Regions from separate parts of the Hordeum vulgare genome. Here all the other regions are linked to region 3. The links are chromatin contacts, called in public Hi-C maps. All regions are on one chromosome and are shown on one strand. Each heading gives the region's core, a stretch centred on a gene start, on an enhancer-like site or on the middle of the called end of the contact. The rest is flanking DNA. Distances are from core to core; before and after follow the strand shown.

Region 1 (3,065 bases), core at 54-2,553, 350 kb after region 3:
AGCGCAAGAACTACCACACTGAGATCATCGTCTTCGACGTCGTGCACCTCCACCTGTCGTACAACGTGATCCTTGGGTGCCCGGCTCTCGCCAAGTTCATGGCAGTGACCCACCATGGCTACAACGTCCTCAAGATGTCAGGGAGCAGCGGCGTCATCACCATCGCCTGCGACGAGAAGATGTCGTCTGCACACTCGAGCACGCCTACCGCGCCGCGGCGGCGGAATGCTCGGATGACGAAGAAGACGAGCCACCTCGTGAGGACCCATGCAAGAAGAAGCAACAGCTCCTCGGCGGAACGATTGGATGGTTAGAATGACAGTGGTATCTCAGTCCATCAAGGTTTAAGTCCTGGTGCTCGCATTATTCCTGAATTTATTTCAGGATTTTCGACGATGTGCATTCAGTGGGAGAAAACGTTTCCGTCGACAGCGAGACGTCTACGATGACTTCATAAATCTCAAGATGATATGTCCGCTCACTATCTTTAAGATGCTCACATGGATAGAATGTATGTGTACGTTTATAAGAGTGAGTGTTAGAGAAAAAGTTTACATATGTGTAGGTGTAGCATTTTTGAGTCACGAGACTCATGACCCCATGTACGTCGTGTGACAAGCAATCAAGCAACAAAAGCAGGCAACTCTAAATAAAGGCACTATCTACACCGGCGCGCCGGGCAAAACTTTCGGTCGATCGCGTGCGAGCCGTCAGAACAGGCCCTGTTGAACGATCGAGTCATGCAGCAAAAACCGTCGATGATAGCAAAAATAAGCAGCGGTGTAGCAAATTTCGGCCACGGATACAGCAAAAACTTGGTTGCAGCAAAATCATCGTCGTCGTCGCGAGGTCGCAACACCGTCTTGATGGATGTAGCAAAAAAGTTCATCGGCAATAGCAAAATGCAACTACGGTTGCAGCAAAAATTCCTCATAGCCGTCGCTAGGTCGCAGGTCCACCTTGATGGATGTAGCAAAAAAGTTAGGCAGTAGTAGAAAAATGCAAGTACTGTTACAGTTTTCCTTGCTGGGCAGAGCCGATTGAAGCTTTTTCTGTCTATGGTTGAAGCTTTTTTAGATGACGGTTACAACACTTGTATACGCGCGAGCCCAATGATGAAAGCACGTGACGAAGACGACAGGCGAAGGCTGGAACCGACGGATCTGACGGCCGATGGGGACGGGCACCGGTGATGCGGACGATCGACGGGGACGGACACCGACGATGCGGGCGGCAGCGATGCAGGGACGGCAGCAGACCGGCTGTAAACGTTTCTTAAAAAAAAAAAAGCTAGGCGACAGAAGGGGGGCGTCGCGTCGGCCTCGTGACTCGGATCAGATTCCAGACCCGCAGAAAAGGGCGGCCAACACAGGCAGCGGCACACAGCACAGCAGGAGACACAGAGGCGAGATCCCGTGGAGGCTCAGCGGCCGCCTGTCTGAACCGGCAACGTACCTCTTCCCTCCCCCCTCCCCGTTCCCCGCTCCACTCCGACGATCTACCCGTCGAGTCTCCTCACCGCGCCACCCGCGGCAGCGCCGGAGGAGGAGGATGGGGCGGCCGCCGAGCAGCGGGGGCCCAGCGTTCCGGTTCACGCACGCGGAGGTGGCGGAGATGGAGGAGCACCTGCGTCACCTCAACAACGCCATCCCGCAGCGCAGCGTCATCCAGGGCCTCGCCGAGAAGTTCACCGCCTCCGCCTCCCGCACCGGCAAGATCCCCGTCCAGTACAAGCAGGTACGTACGTACTAGGTTTCCCCCTCCCCGTCCGCGGAGCTCGAATTTAGTTCCCCCCACCCTATTTCCTTCCTTGGCGATACGAGACGGGCCCGTCTTATTTTCCGATCTAAAAGTATGTTGGATTTTGTGGATCGGCGCAGGTGTGGAACTGGTTCCAGAACCGGAGGTACTCGCAGCGGGCCAGGACCCCCAGGGGCGCGCCGCCGCCGCAGGGGAAGATGCTGCCCACGGGGGCCGAGGAGCACCACCCGGCCTCCTTCAGGGCTCAGGGGTCATCCTCTTCCTACCCCGGATCCCACTCAGGTGGCTGCTTGAACGCCCATAACTCGATATTTACGTATGCTGTTCATTTCCACAGCATATAGTAATTCCCCCTGATGGTTAAGATGACAATGATGATGGTATATCGGTATTGCTTTGGTGGTGCAGAAAATTTATGCACCAGTGCTGTGCTCGTTATGTTGAGTGTAGGGGTGCCTCTGAGTGTCCAGGGCTTGTGTTTGGGTGCTGGCTGCTATAAGAACAATTTTAGTGTTCATCGTTTAGAAAACTTTAGTTTTGCAACCGACCAGCCATGAACCATGTATCATGTTGATTATGGATTATTGATATTTTCGTTACCAATCAGGAAAGAGTGCTTCGGATGGTGGCATGGCCGAGTTTGAAGCAAAGTCAGCTAGAGATGGCGCGTGGTATGCAGATATACATACTTCATCCTCTCATCTTTTGTATCTTTTCATGTCACATGTGGTCTGTTTTTGCGTATATGTTGATTTATTTTTGTGCGTGTGTGGGCTGGTTTGTGTGTCTGTTTGTGTGTGTGGTGGTGGTGGGGGTTAAGCGTTGATCCAGTTTACTTGCATAAACCTTTTAGTTTTATATGCATGACCGGTCTTTGTTGTTACAGGTATGATGTTGCTGCCTTTCTGTCCCACAGGCTCTTTGAAACGGGGGACCCGGTAATGGCCATATATTTTTTTTGTTAAATATGATTGATTTACTAAATTCATTTCTGCCATTCTTTGTTGAAGCACTTTACCAGCACTAAAACTAGAGATGATTCCGGTTCTCATCTATTTATAGTTGGTTGGTATTGTGTCCTAGATTGCCCCAACACTTATAGCTGGATCTGTGTTGGTGTCCAAACATTTTGAACACCCGTCTTATCTAACTTTGTGTTGTAGAAGTCCTGTGAGTCGGCACCGTATAACTCCATCCTGCTCAACACCCTTACAAGATGGTACTAATAAAGTACTGATCAGTTAACACAACTCCAAGAACCTTGTGTATTTGCTACTTTAGGCTGGCATGGGAAGCTGATACTA
Region 2 (3,492 bases), core at 596-3,095, 440 kb before region 3:
GCTGAGTGAAAAAATTTCAAACCTAGTTCAGTTTGTGAATTAGTTTGTTTTTTGGGTCAAAATTTTCCACTAAGCCCCATCCTTTGGCCTTTTGCAGATCTTACAGCCGAGCTTAATACTTGACCAATTTACATACTTAGACGCCATGACCATCAAGTGAGTCCATCAACAACCTTCTGAGCCTTGTCGCCGCCATGGATGCATCCAAGACAGCCTCAGAGCTCACTGCCTGCACACCACAGACGCACAGCGATCACATTGTCATTTGCAGGAACAAGATTGATCATCAAGCATGTGTGCAGAAGCCGGGATCGATGACCATGCATTACCTTACACTTGATCGTGTAGAAAACCTTGCCACCATCGACAAGGCACCAGCTCGCCTCGACGACCTCCATGCGTCGATCCTGCTCGACCAGGCGGATCACCCTGTGCATCTCGACCCTTCCCGCGGAGCTCGTCGTGAAGCTCACGTCGAAATGCGCCACCCCGCTGAGGTGCACCGTGATGTCCGGAGGACCGCATGCGCATCGTCCTGCCCCTTCTGTGCGTGGTGGGACGTTGCTGCTGCCGCTGCTGCTGCGCCCGACCGTCCTTTGGGTTTTGTCATCTCTCATCTGCCTCAGCATTTCGACCCTCTCGTATAGATCTTGGATATAGGCGGTGGCCTGCATCAGTTGGCTGGGGACGTCCGGCGGACCCTGATCACCCAGAGATTAGCTAAGCTTGGTTAGAGTTTGTATTAATTCCTTATACTTAACTAACGTGATTAAGGCATGTTTGGAACCACCTAGATTATATAATCCAGTTTTTATAATCTATTATGTCTCCAAACAGGACAGATTATGATGTAGATTATAAAAACTAGATAGACAGATTATTAAAAACTCATAATCTATTCTACACCAGCTAAAATCAGATTATGGATTGCTAATTGGAGATAATTACATTCCTATCACCGCCACCCTCCTCTTTTTTAAAATAAATCAGAGGACGGACAGGTCATTATGCAATGTAAAACCTGGATTACAGTTTATATAATCTGGCCTCCAAACATGTTCACCTGGATTATTTTTATAAACCTGATTATATAATCTACCTTCATAATTCAAATTATCATAATCTATTGTGGTTCCAAACAAGGCCTAATTCAACCATCCTTCTATCCGCAAAAATCTAATGTACTTCCTCAGATTATTAAAGTAGTGTTCTAAATGCTTTTATATTAATTTACGGAGGGAATAAAAGCTAGGTCATCATAATATTAGCACCGTACCAATTTTTTGGTTGAAAATGGGATTTTGACGTATACTAGAACTAAGTCAATTCTTACTCGGGACCATATCTATCCCTTTCTGCAGGTTCGTACACCCACGGTCCATACAACTATAACCTGATGGATTTGCTGGCTAGCGTCCAGTTGCTCTCGGATGCATATATACTTGTCACGTAGCCGTTAATGTTGTCAGTCGTGTGTACGTATACTGGTGAGACATAGACAGCGCCAGCGAGGGTGATAGATAGATAGATCCATCTGCTATGGCCGTTTGTTATTCGATGCGCAGCTTATCATCAGGACCGGTCCTGACATTTTATCAGGACCCCGATGCGGAATGATAAAATTGAATCTTTTATGTATAAATAAATATATACAAATTCGTAAGGCCGGTCTTTTTTAAAGATCTGTATGTACCGTTCACTTCAAAGACCCATGCTAATAGCATTTGAAATAATTTATTTGATTAAATTATTTTCTAGGCTAATTAACATGTGTAAACTCATCTGGATGGCCCCTAAGCAACGAGAGGCCCTGGCCGCACATGCCGTACATGCTCAGGGCCGGCCCTGCTTATCATGTACTGTACCCTTGCATGGACGTACGTGCAGGTGCCTCGTGAACCATGACGCCTAGCTTATGTCTTTTTCTCAAGTAAATACAAACCATGAACGCCACAGTTACATAAGCACAAAACATGAACAGCTCTATGTTTTCTCTCCAAGATATTCAAGCTTCTTTTAAATTAGTAGAGCGAAGCCTTTAGACTCCTGTTGAATTAGAGATACATTCACGGGATCATGCACCATAATCAGTTGCTTGTTTATTTTTCTACTTTTACTGGATTTTTATTTGATTTGTTTTCTGCGGTCGTGTGATTGGGGGCTCATAGGCCATGACTTCCGCTAGGCATGGCCTAGGTTCCTTTTAGTTTCGAGTTTAGGAATAAAAAAATCGCTATCTTCTTCCAAGAAGCCCATACATTAGAGAGAGAGAACAATGCAAGCTTTGTTAATTTGTAGTATGCACTTTTACACCTTATTTTGGTTTATTTCTTTAGGCTACCCCTATAACTTTTTCTTGTATAGAACCATTTTGTCAATTTCTGTTATTTCTTATCTTTTGCATTTTTGGTTTAGTAATTTTTCCATCTAATTAACCTATTTTATTCTTTATCGTTTTTTGTTTTCTCGATAACACCGCTCCGAGATTTCTTCCTTGCAAAAGTCAATTTTGTATATGTGTTTGTCAATTCATTCATGATCTATTTCTGTTTATGCATTTTTGTATTTTTTTACTTGCCAATTGTTTTATGCATCCATCTCATTTTAAAACTATAGAGAAATTTTGGGAAACTCTATGTTTTCATCTTGGTTGATTTTTTTGTCAAATTATTCTGTGATGTCTGCATGACACAATGGTGTGCTCCAACCTTTGACAAAAATATACTCCCTCCATCCCGTATTAAGTGACGCGAAGGGAGAGCTAACTTAGTACAAAATTATATGCAAATGGCGTCATTTAAATCGGGACACAGGGAGTATTACTTTTGCCTCGAATTTGAAGCAATTGGTTGTTTGAGAGAGGAAATTGAGAGTAGCAATCCAACTAATGAATGCACGAGTCATCTTAGTTATCTAAAATAATTTATCTTCTTTAGTAATATTGATAAAGGTTTCAATACTTTAGACTTGTTCTTACATGTTATGGTACAGTACAAGTTCTAAGTAATATGTGTGGAAATCTGGAAATTTGGCATTTTTCATCTTCCATAGTATATTATTCTTATTATTTTTGTTCCATTCTCTATCAAGATTACTGCACGAATTATATGCACCACAGTAAGTTTTCTGTTTGTGCAAAAAAAATAGGAGTAAGTTTTTGTTCTTGTTTTTCCTTTTTAGGTACCTTGTTGTTTTTCGATTGTAGTTATAGTGCCCATTGGTTTTTGGATGTGTATGCTAATCACTTGAGCTCACAAGATTTATAGTAGGCCTAGATCATTGTGCATAGTTTTGTGATGAATAGGGGACATCAATTCATAGAAAAACAGTATATTGCTTAGATGCAAATCCAAAGCCTAGTAATAAGGTGCGTGAAATCATATAGACAACCCCAATGAAGGCATCCATCAAGAAAATATAGTTTACAGAGCTTAATTTGTTTTAGATCAAGCTTTTATGCCGGGACGGAGTATCCTTGAAGGAGTCGTTGTC
Region 3 (3,382 bases), core at 644-3,143:
AGATAGTATATATCGTTGATGGCTTTTCCGGCCGCGGACGTGACGGGAAGACAGCGACGATAAAGGTGGAGGACGGCGACAACGGTCGAGGCAGAGAACGGCGGCAACGGTCGATGCGCTGGATGGGGGCTGGGGGCTGTCGAGGCGGAGAACGACATAGTAAACTAGTCTTACCCTCTTATTGGTTGTTTGCATAGCAAACATTACCGCTTGATTTATAGAAAACTAGTTTTACCCGATTTCCAAAAAAATAAAAATAAACTTTATTACCTTTTTCTAAATAGTCAATTTATAGAAGATATTTTTCCTAAAAAAAGTTTATAAAAGATAACGTTTTGTGATTAAAAGTGTGTTCGTCCAGTTCTTATGTAGACTAGTTTTATTCTTCTATTATATGTGTGAGATCCAATTCATCGACCGTCGAAAGAACAAAATGATCTCCGACTATACGCGCTTGTAGAAAGCTAGCCACCGATGGAAAACATTTGGATCCATCCAATAGCAGCCAAAGGCACATACGTGAATGACAAGGAGGTGACCTCGGTTGTTGTGTCGTCGACATATACATCTTCCCTTCTTACAGTGACAGATGTGCCTAAGGTCTTGTCCGGTTAAACCTATATTGAAAAGTATTGAAGAGATTTGGAGAGTGCAGGGGATTTAATCCTCTACAATTCACTTTAATCCCCTCCAAATTTCTTGCCCCTAAAAGGATCAACAATACATAGGAAAAAGGTATTCGAGCCACATTCTTAGTGGAACACAATTAACAAACGTTTATCTACAAATGCAGAATTTCAGGTTAAAAAAATGTAGTTTTTCATATTTACAGGTTAGTTAGATTAGTCAAACATGTGATTTTTGCCTGGTTTATATAGAGCGGATTCTTTAGGTTCCGCCCATCCAAACAACCTCGGTCTAAAAAGATCAACAAACAATACAGGGGAAAAAGATATAGGAGCCACATTCTTATAGGCTGTTTGGTTCGAGGGAAGTTGAACTAGGAAATGGGAACTGAGAGTGTTGAAGACTAAAAATCACTTGTATGGTTAGGGATAAGGGAATTGACAAAGAAAAGGGAAGAGGAATTGAGGGGACCAACTCCCACTAATCTCTTCCCACGGAAGAGCTGGTAATTCAAGCACGGAATGGGAATTATCAAAGAAAAACAGTTTGTTCGTTGCGGCAAACAAGGGCGGGTCCAGTTTTGTACCTAAACAAATGTGTCATCATCATTTTCTGTTTACTTTGACTCACAGACCAAATGAAGGAAATTATTTTTCTGTTAAATTCCCACAAGCAATTCCCAACAGTCACCAGACGTGGGATTACTAATAGTTGCCTAATCCCCCAACAAACTCCCTTTTATAAACTTCCATCCCCATTCCTTCAAACTACCAAACAGGCTATTAGGCTATTAGTGAAACACAACTAACAAACGTTTCTCTACAAATGCAGAATTTCAGGTTTTTTAGAAATCTAGTTTTTCATATTTACAGGTTAGTCAGATTAGCCAAACATGTGATTTTTGCCTGGTTTATATAAAACGGATTCTTTGGGTTCCGCACATCCAAACAACCTCGTAGATTGTTGGTAGAAAAAAGAGAACCGTTTAGGAAAAAGAAAGCTCTCTGGATCCGAAAAATTAGAGAGAAGAAACTGTTTGAGCGTGTCGTTCTCCACCATATTTTGTTGCTGGAACCGTATCCCTTTTGCTCCGCCGGTACAGGCACCCGCCGTGCGCCGTCGACCACGAGCAACAGGGAATCAGGATCTTTGGCTACCGACCACATGCACATCGAAAACAAACCTACCCATTAAAATCAGTTTTTATTTTATTCCACGGGAAACCCCAGCCAAAATACGCCCCCGCCTATAGCAGCTGCCACAGAAAATCTCCAGCAAGACCACTACTCCACCTTCTCCTCCTCCCTCCCCCCCTTCGTCTTCCCCCGGCCCGTTACGCTCCCTACCCGCTCCTCCCAATCGCCGCCGACCTCCTCCTCCTCCTCCGCAGCAGTCGCCTCCTCCTCCGCCGTCCAGATCCGTCCTGCCGCGCGGCCGGCCACGAGCCCGGCTCCTAGATTCGCGAGCGCACCTCCCCCGCGAGATCCGGCACCGCCGTCTCGGCGCCGCAGCCCCTTTGTCCGGAGGCGATCCGCCCCTCGGACCACCGCCGTCGCGCCTTCCAGGTAAAGCTGCTGCTCTGGTTACCCTCTGTTCGGCCTCGTGGCCTCGCGGCGAAGCTTCCCGGCAGCTCGATCTTGGGGGTGGGCTGCGACCTGCGAAAAGACTGGGCAGGCTGTAGGGTTGGTAGCTGCTCCAACGCGGTCGATTGGTTATGGTAGCTTAGGGCGTAGTGATTCTGTTTGCTGCCAGCAGACAGGTGGTTGGCCGGATTGAATCCTCTTGCCCTTGCGGCCCAGCTAATCAGTGTCGCCACGCTACCATGAACTAAGCGCGGGCTAGCGATTTTGTTACGAGTTGAGGGGCCCGAGCTTGACAAGCTTTGCTTCAGCTTTGTGCGCCTCTCCTGAGCTAGACTCTGTCTGCTAGGGTATATATTTTCATGCTTGGTCCAGGCTGCCAATGCTGGACTCAACTTTCGGTTTCACCATGGTGCTATAATGCATGACTCCTGCCTCTACTAGAGCTGTTTGTGGACTTTGCTTTCCAGGTTTCAGTATGCTTTCTCGTGCGGTGTTGTCCACATTTGTTGGGTTTGGGCGTCTCTAAAATGGTCATTTTATGTTTGTGCTGTGTTGATCTTATACTCTGCAGCTAGCCTACATCCTCCATACGTGTGGTGTGTTCACAATGCTGAAGACTTCCTGTTCTTTGTTTTGCAGCTTATAATATTCTGCCAGACCTCTGCAGTGTACTTGCTGCGAGCCAGCTCGGGTGGCTTTGTGGTATCTGCTTCATTACCGCCTTAGCCTATATTTTCCATTGGACCGAAACCAAAGGACGTTTGGAATTGGCAATATGAACTAAAGAATCATACAACGTCCATGCATTCATCTACAGTCGTAACCATTCTGATGGTTATTCTTGGGCACACCTATATGGTGTTCTTGACACTGTCTTCTGTGCTCCAGTGCTATGCAAACTCTAAGATTGCTGCTGTTACTTGCGTCCTATAAGTTTGGACCATGGCGCATGCACCACGTAACAGGGGGTTTCCAACTGATCCCAAGGAATATAAGTTATATGAGGAAGTTGGAGAAGGAGTTAGTGCCACAGTTTACAGGGCTCTTTGTGTCCCGCTCAATACTTTTGTTGCCATCAAAGTTCTTGACCTTGAGAAATGCAGTAGTGACATGGTGAGTAGCTTGCAATTTATTGTGGTTTACAAAAAAATAGTTCAATTATATTTCATGAC

What was found. Hi-C and Micro-C count contacts between places; a contact is called where the count stands out from the background.
Region 1: a contact with region 3 is called in a Hi-C map of an unstated tissue, with 8 times the contacts expected there. The contact joins the promoter of LOC123412308 here to the promoter of LOC123407201 in region 3. A contact is called at or near these places in 3 of 6 Hi-C or Micro-C datasets (leaf, seedling and an unstated tissue) and 1 of 1 datasets of contacts at active chromatin or transcription factors (embryo).
Region 2: a Hi-C map of seedling shows a contact between it and region 3, with 2.6 times the contacts expected there. The contact joins the enhancer-like site here to the promoter of LOC123407201 in region 3. A contact is called at or near these places in 2 of 6 Hi-C or Micro-C datasets (leaf and seedling).

Annotation. Positions count from the first base shown.
Region 1 is chr7H:154,109,571-154,112,635 of MorexV3_pseudomolecules_assembly, forward strand. It overlaps LOC123412308 (protein SAWADEE HOMEODOMAIN HOMOLOG 2-like), which reads left to right and starts at 1,304. Exons shown (of 7, transcript XM_045105263.1): 1 at 1,304-1,737; 2 at 1,881-2,043; 3 at 2,369-2,432; 4 at 2,648-2,699. The coding sequence starts at 1,552.
Region 2 is chr7H:153,312,091-153,315,582 of MorexV3_pseudomolecules_assembly, forward strand. It overlaps LOC123410152, which reads right to left. Exons shown (of 3, transcript XM_045103048.1): 2 at 330-701; 3 at 1-229. The coding sequence ends at 137. Among protein-coding and RNA genes, the nearest start is that of LOC123410152, 12 kb to the right of the region's middle. Within about 2 kb of position 1,846, at least 3 of the 3 cell types and tissues checked have open chromatin away from gene starts, as enhancers often do. A contact at or near this core is called in leaf and seedling, where this site is marked.
Region 3 is chr7H:153,754,696-153,758,077 of MorexV3_pseudomolecules_assembly, forward strand. LOC123407201 (serine/threonine-protein kinase BLUS1) reads left to right here and starts at 1,894. Exons shown (of 21, transcript XM_045100281.1): 1 at 1,894-2,192; 2 at 2,850-3,323. The coding sequence starts at 3,153.